Linked DNA regions of Sus scrofa: region 2 is linked to region 1. A link is a contact called in public HiChIP or PLAC-seq data. All regions are on one chromosome and are shown on one strand. Each heading gives the region's core, a stretch centred on a gene start, on an enhancer-like site or on the middle of the called end of the contact. The rest is flanking DNA. Distances are from core to core; before and after follow the strand shown. Region 1 has its middle 230 kb from the start of ZPLD1. Region 2 has its middle 20 kb from the start of NFKBIZ.

Region 1 (5,059 bases), core at 1,504-4,003:
TGTAGTCTCTTTTTCTCAAAATATCTTATTATACAAATTTAATACTGTTTCTGTGTTAACTGGGCACTTATCACACTGTAGCCATAACTTTTGAAATTTGGGGTGTGACAGCAAAATTAGCATGGATTTCTTCTTCCTTCTTAACTTTCATGGATAGAAGACATGTTCTTGTCATGAATCCTAGCATTCTCAGCATATGATTTTTTTTTCTTAAGTTGAAAACTTTCACCTTTTCACTTAAAGGAAGCACTTTACAGGTTCTCTTTGGCAGATCTGAATTGCCAGTATCACTACTCTTGTGCTTCAGGGTTATTATTAAGTAAAATAAGATTTCCCTGAACACAAATGCTGTGACACCATGGTAGTCAATCTGATAATCAAGGTGTCTACTAAATAACTAAAGGTCAGGATATGCTGGACAAAGGGATGCATCACATCCTAGGCTGGGTGGAGATGGGATGGCATGAGATTCCACCATGCTATTCAGAATGGCACACAGTTTAATGCTTATGAATTATTTCTAGGATTTTCCAGTTAATATTTTTGGACTGCGGTTGACCACACATAGCCGAAACTGTGAAAAGCAAAACCATGGGTAAGGGAGGATTACTCTATAGACATAACTAACAGTGCCCTGCAAATGAGTTGAGAACCGGAAGATATCCTGAGAAAGACCAGTGGAGGGACAGTGGCTTAAAACTGGAGAGATAATTGAAAAGTCTCTTTCTAGGCCTTGGGGATGCAAGCAGGAGTGGATTATAGGGGTGGTGGGAGCTGACAAAGCCAGATTGGCTAAAGGAGAATGGTGTTTGGGCAACAAAATCACTAGACAGGCCATGACAGAGACATTGATCTTTACTAAGGGGTCTTATCAGCATCAGGAATCACTTAGTCTAATACATCATTCAATACCTGAGAGCACACATAATAATGAGTTGTAGAAGCATTAGAACTCCTAGGGATTGAGTCACCTAAGAAGGAGAGAGAGGAGGTACTTTCAGAGCAGTCTAAGGCTCAGTGGTCAGGTAGGGAGGTGCTCTCCTTATTGCATGGATGGGGCTGGGCACAGAGGACCAAATCACAACCTAAAAGAAGCCCTTATATCTACTACTTGTCCGTGCCCTGAACTCTAGACCCTTAGCTATAATTCAACCTGGTCAAAAGCACAGGCTAATTAATTCTAATGAGCAGCATTTGGAAGAAGTTGAACTCTTTGCCCAGGTCTTTTCTTTGGCAAAGCCTTTGCTTGGTTTGGTCTAGCAGCCAAAAGAGAGGATTGTGGTGAGAAGGAAACAGGGATGTGGGCCAAACTGAGCTGACTATGTCGATGTTGATAGACACTATTATATTTGAACAAACAGTATGTGCTTTGTATCACAATCCATTTTTACATTTGAATTTTGTTTTCTTTTCTCACGGTTTCTCAGTAAAAATTCCTTTTGCAAAAACCCAGACTTACAGAGTCTTTTCATAAGACTGTGGAGCTAGGAGCACATGCTATAGGCTCTGGAGAAAAACTACTAAGGCTGTTAGCTCTGTACTTACTTTCTGGGTGTCCTTGAGCAAGTGTCTTTACTTACCTAAGCCTTCTTGTTCTTGTTATAAAGTGCACTATGAGGATTAAATAAGATAATGACTATAAAACTCTTAACATAGTATTTGAGTTCAGTCAATGTTAGCTATGTGTTTATTAATGTTACCAAGGTGAAGAGGCAGGATTGCACCTTGAGGGTTTTCTGTCTTCTGGCTTTTAAGGAGTTTTCTTCATATTTGAGAATGTAGAAGTGATAAGTTCTGCTTTGGGCATTTTGATTTTAATGTCAGTGGGAAATATGGGTTGAATTCAGGAGAATTCAAGGGTCTAGAGTTCAGGAGAGGGATGAAGCAGAAGATTTGAATTTGTCTATCAAAATACAGAGATGGTCAAAGAGAATGCTCAGGAAACATGTTTGAGAGGAAAAGCCGTATTTGCAGGATATCTGCCTTCCATATTCAAGGGTTATCAGAAGAAAATAATGGTGGAGTGGATCAGAGGGAACAGCCAGAGAAGAATGGAAAACCAGGATAGAAGAATGTTGAGGAAGTCAGAGGAGACATGTTTGATGATGGAAGGAGTGGCCAAGGAAGACAAGTCAAGAGAGCCAGAACTGGAGGTGGCCATTAGAGCTAGTAATTATTATATCATTGGTTTCCTTGGTCAGGGCAGGTAATGGAGCAATGTTGACAAAAACCAACCTGCTGTTGGTTGGGAAATAAAAGGGAATATTCATGATATATTGAGGGAAATATCAAATTACAAAATTATATGCCTAGTATGACCCACATTTATTTTAAAAATGAGAAGAGAGATTTTTAAATGTTTATTTATTTAAAAAAATGAGATGAAACTTTTACATTGGTAATGGTCTTTAAAGCATGATAATTTCTATGGTAATACGAATTACTGATTGCTTATAAAAAATGGAAGTCTAAGTGCCCCCCCCCCGTTAATATTTTCAGTTCTGTGCAGCTTCTGACTTTCAGACTTTGCACCCAGTTTCTGATCTGCATTAAACTCCAGGGCTGAACTCTGTTTCCTGTGCCTGATTTTTGGTGTTCTCTAAAGAATTAGCAATTACCCAGCGCTGGTGCTTCCTGCTGAAGGCTGTTTTATAACACGCTCCACCTCAGCCCACCCGGCTTGACCCGTGAGACACACATCCCGGCAGAAATGTGTGCTCATGCCAGCTGCTCAAGGGGCTGGGACATGGGTACTGTGTTTAGGAGGAATGTGATGGAGACAAGATGTTTCTAAGGAAACTTGGCTAATTAGCCAGTTGAAGCCCCAGCAAAATTGGAGTCTTCTATGGTTACCATAGGAAACATTTTCCCACAAAATCATTTCCTACTTTTCCATGCTGAGTCATGTCCTGCTTGCATTTTCTCAAGTCAGATGACAGCTATTGTCAATGGCACAAAGACATAAAATATTATTACTGATTAGAGAGTTTTACATACTTGAAGACAAGTTTTATTTTTAAGCTCAGTTATGAGAAGAGGAGGAAGCAAACTTTACATTTTTGGGACTAAATTTTTTACTCACTTCAAGCCTTCATAGCACCCCCATTTGTCTGTGTGACTTTGGACAAACTCCAAACCTTTCTTTGCCTTAGTTTCCTCATTTGTGAAAGAGAATTATGATTCCAGTTATGATTATCAATTTGTTGTGATAAATTCATGTGATAATATTTTACATCACTTACACAGTTGATTTCTTTTTTGTAAGCTTTTTTCAATTCTATCTTTACTCTGAGAAAGTACCTCATCTTTTCCTTGATTGAGAAGATCCATCCCATGATAGGGAAATATCAAAGAAAATACAGTCATTTAGTTGAATTGTAATTTCCAACTCAAAATTTTCCCTTTTTCCCAACTTTTCTGTTCTCCTCTGTGATTCTGAGGCCAGCCTTCTGCCTTCTCTTAGAACTTGATTCTGTGGGGTGTGATATTTTTGAAATATTAACTAGTGTTTTTTCCCCTTCAGATGCTTTCTTTCCCTGCTTTTCTCTTCCTTGCCTCCATAAAAATAACTAGCCCATTATTCACTGTTTCAGGAGATGGAGAAAGCTTTGAGGTTCCTGTTTTTCTCTTAAGAATTAGAGGAAGAGAGAGACCTAGACAGAAATGGCTTGAAGAGTAGGGAATATAACTTCTCACTGTTTGCCTCCATCCGCACTAAAGATTCCTTGGACTGTCAGAACAGAAATGGATGAGGAAAGGCAGGAAATATTGGGAGGTTTCTGAGGAAGATCCTGTCCTGCTCTGGTTCAAGCCTGGGACATTGGCAATAGCTCCAGAAAGCTTGTAGGATCTTAGAGCAGGAAAGCCTTATAACTCACTTTCCTTTAGAACTGTGGGTAGGTAGTGAGACATTAGAGAAAATAGCTCTGTGGTATTATTCTAGCCTGATGGGATTTGGAAAGCCTCTTAGGGTTTCTCACACTGAATTGTGGTGAGGATAGTGCTAGGAGATGCCTTTTGTAACCAAGAATGGCATAGCAGGAGTTCCTAAAGGGGTGATGTAGTAGAAGCAAAGGGTATTTTCTGGCATCCAGATGGACTAGCCCCTGAAGACAAGATATGAAAATGGATGGGTCAGCAGATGTCTGTGTGGGGATATGCCTTTGAAGTTCAAATGCAAGTGCTCCTTCAATTCCCCACCCCTATTGCAGACACATACACAGACACATAGACACACAGACAACACACACACTGGCCTCATATGTATACATCAAATATGTATACATACATACATGCCTTAGCATGATGTAAGATTCCAGAATTTAGATGGAAACAAAACTCAGGGAAAATTAGATTACATTTCTACTATCCCAGTGGGCTGGGGAAACAAGAAAGAGATTGGTCTCTAGAAAAAGATAAAAGTTGTGGAATTTATGCTATGGATCAGTGGGTTAAAGATCTGGCATTGTCTCTGCAGTGGCAGCGGGTTCCATTCCCAGCCCGGTACAGTGGATTGAGAATCTGACTTTGCTGCAGCTGTGGCATGGGTTGCAGCTGAGGCTCAAATTGAATCCCTGGCCTGGGAACTTCTGTGTACCACTGGGCGCTGCCAAAAAAAGAAAAGTTGTGTTTCTTACACATCAGAATTTACAGATTAGTATACATATCTGCCAAGCTTTATTATCTATCCTATTTATTTCTTTTTATTCATTTACTAAGAGACAATTGACATGTAGTATTATATCAGTTTTAGGTGTACAACACAATGATTTGTTATTTGTATGTATTATAAAGTGATTACCACAATAAATCTGGCTAACATCTGTCAGGATACATAATTTTTTTAAAATTTGTTTTTTCTTTGTTTCTTTTTTTAAATTGAGGTATAATGGACTTACAATATATTAATTTAAGGTGTACAACACAATGATTCAAAATTTTTCATAGCTATTACTCCATTTAAAGTTATTACAAAATAATGACTGTATTTCCTTATGCGTCACAATGTATCCTTTACTTTATACATAGTAGTTTATATCTCGATCTCTTTCCTCTATCT
Region 2 (5,059 bases), core at 1,412-3,911, 330 kb before region 1:
CTCTAATAGGCTTAAAAATCTATTTAATTATGGAAAAATTCAACCATACTCAAAAGTAGAGAGAATATTATATTGAACCCTCATGTACCTGCCATAAAACTTTGTCAATTATAACATTTTGCCATTTTTTCCCCTTGATTTTTTCTGGAATATGTTAAAACCCTCCACACTTATACAAAGCCAGTATGTATCTCTGATAAGCAATTTGTGCCCCCATACCTTTCTAATTATTCTTTCTCTAATATCATTTTTCTCACCAATCCAAAAATGTCCAACCACTTGGCATACTCCTACAAAAATGTAAAAAGTTTTTCAAAGGCTTAGTTTTGCTAATTCAGTCAAATGCAAACTCCTGTCTTGGTTCACAAAGCCATCTTATTTTTGCTTCCTGCATCTGTTTAGCCTTACCTGTCATTATTCCTCAAAAGTATCAGCTGGGTCTCCTCACTGCTCAGCAGATGCCCATCTCTAGTCATGCTCTTGCCTACCCAAATTCTGTGCAACCTTGAACGCTCTGCTTGGTGCCACTTCCTTTATGAAGTTTTCCCAACTCATACTTTCTTTCTTCCCTGAACTCTTAGAATTTAAACTCAGTTCCTAGCTTTAATTATTGTAACCTGAAAAATAGGTTCTGAATCACTGACTAGCAGCATTTGTTTTTAAAGACAACTTTAAAATGTTTGGATGAATTGTATATTAGGGATACAAAGAGGTTCAGTCATACTGGAAGATGAAGCTTCAGTTGTAGATAGAATTCTAGATGACCCATGACCTCCGCCCCTGGTTTTACTCCTGTGATATTACGTTACATGGCAAGTAATTAAGGTTGTAATTAAGGCTGCTAATCAATTGATCTTAAGCTGGGGACTAGCCAGGTGTACCTGATCTAGTCACTCAAGCCCTTTAAAAGCAGTGAGTGGGCTCTGGCAGGACATAGCAGAGGAAGTCATATTCTGAGCCCAAGGAGGAGCCAACCCACAATGACTGGCTTTGAAGATGGAGGAAGGCACCCATGAGCCAAGAAATCCAGGTACTTCTTTTTTGTGTGTGTGTGTCTTTTTCTAGGGCTACACCCATGGCATATGGAGGTTCTCAGCCTAGGGGTCTAATTGGAGCTGTAGCCTCTGGCCTACACCACAGCCACGGCAACTCGGGATCCTTAACCAACCGAGCAAGACCAGGGATGGAACCCGCAAGCTATGATTCCTAGTCGGATTCATTAACAACTGAGCCAGGACGGGAACTCCTAATCTCCCCCCGCCCCAGGTACTTTCTATGAGCCAGAAAGAAAATAGCTTCTCAGTTTTATATGCCCAAGGAAATGAATTCTGCCACCAACCTGAATAAACTGGGAAGCAAGTTCTTCCTCAGAGCCTTCAGATAAGAGTTTAGCCCAGCTGACACTTGAGTTTGTCCTTGTGCTACTCCATGTGGAAAATACAGCCAAGTCCACTCAGACTTCTGACCTGCAGAACTGTGAGATAATAAATGGGTTGTGTGCTAAGCTGCTAAGTTTGTGGTAATTAGTTACGCAGCAATAGAAAATGAACACAATAGGTAACACAAGGTTCAAGCTTGTGGAAGAATTTTACACATTTCCTGCAATTTTTTTTGTTTGAGTTTTATTGAGGTATAATTGGTATACAGCACTGTATAAGTTTAAGGTGTACAACATAGTGCCTTGACATACATATATTGTGAAATGATTATTACAGTAAGATGACATCTGCCATCTTATGCAGTTACAAAATTTTTTTGGTTTTCTCAGATACGAACTTTTGGGAACTATGCTCTTAGCAACTTTCAAATATATCATATAGCAGTATTAACTGTAGTCATCATGTGGTACACTACATGCTTAGTATTTATCTTATAACTGGAATTTTGTACCTTTTGACCACTTTGACTCAATTCCCCTACCTCTCGCAGATTTGTTTTGTTCTCTTTTTCTATGTGTTTGGTTTTTTTAGATTTCACATAAAAATATGGAATGCTGCATGAATTTGTGCGTCATCCTTGTGAAGGGCTATGTGCATCTTCTCTGTATTGTTCCAGTTTTAGTATATGTGCTGCCAAAGTGAGCATCTTATTTTTATTAAGGCTCCAAATCAGTAAATTGAGGCACTCAACATGGTCACTGCACAGGCAAGCAGTGACCTTATTTATGACACCTCTTTTTGATCCATCAGTTTCCTACTGCAAGTAGGAATATTTCAAGGAAAGGGAAAATCTAGCTTCCCTATTGCTTATGTTTTCAAAAGTCTGTAAGCAGGTCCTTGAGCAGGGGAGAGTGGATAGGACAGCCTATCTGACCAGCACTGGTATCAGTTCACTATGTGGACCCTGACCATGTACCTCTGCTATGAAACTGGGGCAGATTTTGTAGGGAATGTTCTCCTAAACTCTGCAGCAGTCATGATTTTAGATGGGATAACTTGCTTATAAAATAAATACAGACACTTCAGGTACTGGTCAACAGATAGTTACTGAGAGTGCTTAGAAAGATGACCACTGAAGTTGCAGTTTCCCCTGCAGCCTAGAATCAGAGATGATGGGCAGGAGCTTTATTAGTTTAACGGGCTTCTGTTTCTCCACTCATTCACACAGAACAAAAACACATGGTCAGACACTCACTCGGGGTGCCTGTGTGTGATTCAGAAGAACTTGTTCCTTATAAAATTTATTGCTGAATGATGACTCATTACAGGATGATGATGAAGAGAAGCCTTCTAATTTAAAGAGTTATGCAAGTATTCTTTTAAAAGTCAACTTTGTGAGGTATAATTTAAGTACCATAAAATGTATACATTGTAAGTATATAGCTCAGTAAATGTATGCACCCACATGACCATCAACACAATTTAGATAGAGCATGTTTTTTCACATCAGAAATCAGCCTCATAATTACCCTTTGCAGTCAGTCTCTCCTTCCATTTACCACTCCAGGAAGTAGCTGCCTTTTTATATTCAAGTTCACCAGTGACTTTTTTTTTCTCTCATCTGTGATCTACTATGATTTTTTTTTGTCACTATAATTTTTCAGTTCTAAAATTTCCATTTAGCTCTTTTTTATAGTTTACATTTCTCTACTGAGAGTTGCTATCTTTTAACTCAGTGTCCAAACGTTCTTGATTCTTTGAACATATTTGTAGCAGCTGTTTTTTTAAAGCCCTCATCTTCTAAATACATCATCTCTGTAATGTTGGAACTGGTGCTTTTCCCTTATGTCACTTTGCCTTTTTTTTTTTTTTTTTTTGGCTTTTACATGTCTAATATATATATTTTTTATTGTGTAGTGGACATTGTTGGTGGTGCAATGTATAGGCTCTGAACCTTATTTTATCTTCCTTCAAGAACTGCTGGAGTTCCTGTTGTGGCTCAACTGGTTAGGGACCCAATGTTGTCTCTGTGAAGATGCGGGTTTGATTCCTGGCCTCAGTAGGTTAAGGATCCTGTGTTGCTGCAGGCTGCTGCATAGATTGCAGATGCAGCTGGGATCAGGTGTGCTGCCTGTGGCATAAGCCTCAGCTGCATCTCTGATTCAACCCCTGGCCGAGGAGATTCCATATGCTGCAGGTGTGGCTGAGAAAAAAAGAAAAAAATGTGTAAACTTTTTTTCTACTAGGCAGCTCATTTGCTGTTTGATGATCTTGCAAGTCTGCAGGCTTGTCTTTATGCTTTGCTAGGGAACGCCAGTTGAAAAACTCAATGTTTCCCAAGCTTCTCTTGGCAGATCTCAAATTTTAAATTCAGTTTTCACTGTAGTTTTTTTAAAGGCTTGGTATTAGACTTTGTGAGGTGTCTTGGAAGGGACCTTACCCTAAAGCATGTTTCTAATCTTTTCTGGTATCTCAGGTAGGTGCCTTGTGTGTTGATAAATTGATAACAAGGTCTTACCACTCTGGCTTGGCCAGAACTTCCATGTCTACTAGCACTGTTTGATATCTAGTATTTCCATTCTGCTCTTACCTCTATGGCAACTGTTCTGTATAGTTACACAAGCCTTAGGTAGTCTTGCTATGGGCATGTACGTCTTAGCTTTGAGCCAAGGATTCATAGAGAAACTTCAGTGCAACTTCAGGGTCTCTCCCTTCTCTCTAGCCCCAACATACCCCCTTTACTTTCTGGTGCCTTGCCCTACAGATCTGGATTGCTTCAGCTTCCCTGAACTTTTTTTTTTTTTTTTTTGTCTTTCTGTCTTTTCTAGGGCCAAACCCACGACATGTGGAGGTTCCCAAGCTAGGGGTCCAATCGGATCTGTAGTCACCAGCCTACACCAGAGTCACAGCAATGCCAGATCCGAGCTGCGTCTGTGAACTACACCACAGCTCATGGCAATGCCAGATCCTTAACCCTCTGAGCTAGGCCAGGGATCAAACCTGCAACCTCATGGTTCCTATTGGGATTCATTAACCACTGAGCTATGACGGGAACTCCTTCCCTGAACTCTTTGACTTCTGCCTCTCCATTAGGACCCTTGTGCTCTGCTTGGATTCTATTTTGCTCAGTCATGGTTGGATAATATGGTGTGAAGATCCAGGGGAATCATGGGGTTGATGAATTTCTTTTCTCTCAGGGATTACAGTGTTGAGTTTCCTGCTGTCCAGTGTTTAAAAACAATTGCTTCATATACTATCTCCAATTTTATTGTTTGTGGCAGAAGGGCTAGTCCAATACCCACTGCTCAACATCTGAAGGTGAAAGTTTACAATATGTACTCTTAGGATTAAATTTGATAAAGAGGAATGAATTTAGCAAGAAGGGGCCCCAAAGTTTCTTTTTGGACCAAAAAAGCATTTTTAATACTTAGGAATCCCATTCTATGGCTCAAGACACTGGCCCTAGTTTTAGGAAGTTAGTATAGTGGGGTAGAGGGTAGTTTCTCTATTTCTGCGTTGTTTCCAAAAATTGAGTCTAAGAGCCATCTCTTCTAAGAAATAGGAGGATCTCTAAAAATAATTGTATAGTAGAAGTTATAATAATAACCTATTACTGAGTACCTAATATCCTAGGTGTTTTTCTTTTTTTCTTCTTTTCTTTCTTTTTTTTTTTTTTTTTT

Evidence for each region. HiChIP or PLAC-seq counts read pairs in DNA pulled down with a chosen protein or histone mark.
Region 2: an H3K27ac HiChIP or PLAC-seq map of alveolar macrophages shows a contact between it and region 1. The contact joins two enhancer-like sites. A contact is called at or near these places in 2 of 47 Hi-C or Micro-C datasets (both in embryonic fibroblasts) and 1 of 2 datasets of contacts at active chromatin or transcription factors (alveolar macrophages).

The regions. Positions count from the first base shown.
Region 1 is chr13:156,918,550-156,923,608 of Sscrofa11.1, reverse strand. No RefSeq gene overlaps it. Among named protein-coding and RNA genes, the nearest start is that of ZPLD1, 230 kb to the right of the region's middle. Within about 2 kb of position 2,753, at least 10 of the 83 cell types and tissues checked have an H3K27ac peak or open chromatin away from gene starts, as enhancers often do. A contact at or near this core is called in alveolar macrophages, where this site is marked.
Region 2 is chr13:157,250,028-157,255,086 of Sscrofa11.1, reverse strand. No RefSeq gene overlaps it. Among named protein-coding and RNA genes, the nearest start is that of NFKBIZ, 20 kb to the left of the region's middle. Within about 2 kb of position 2,661, at least 1 of the 83 cell types and tissues checked has an H3K27ac peak or open chromatin away from gene starts, as enhancers often do. A contact at or near this core is called in alveolar macrophages, where this site is marked.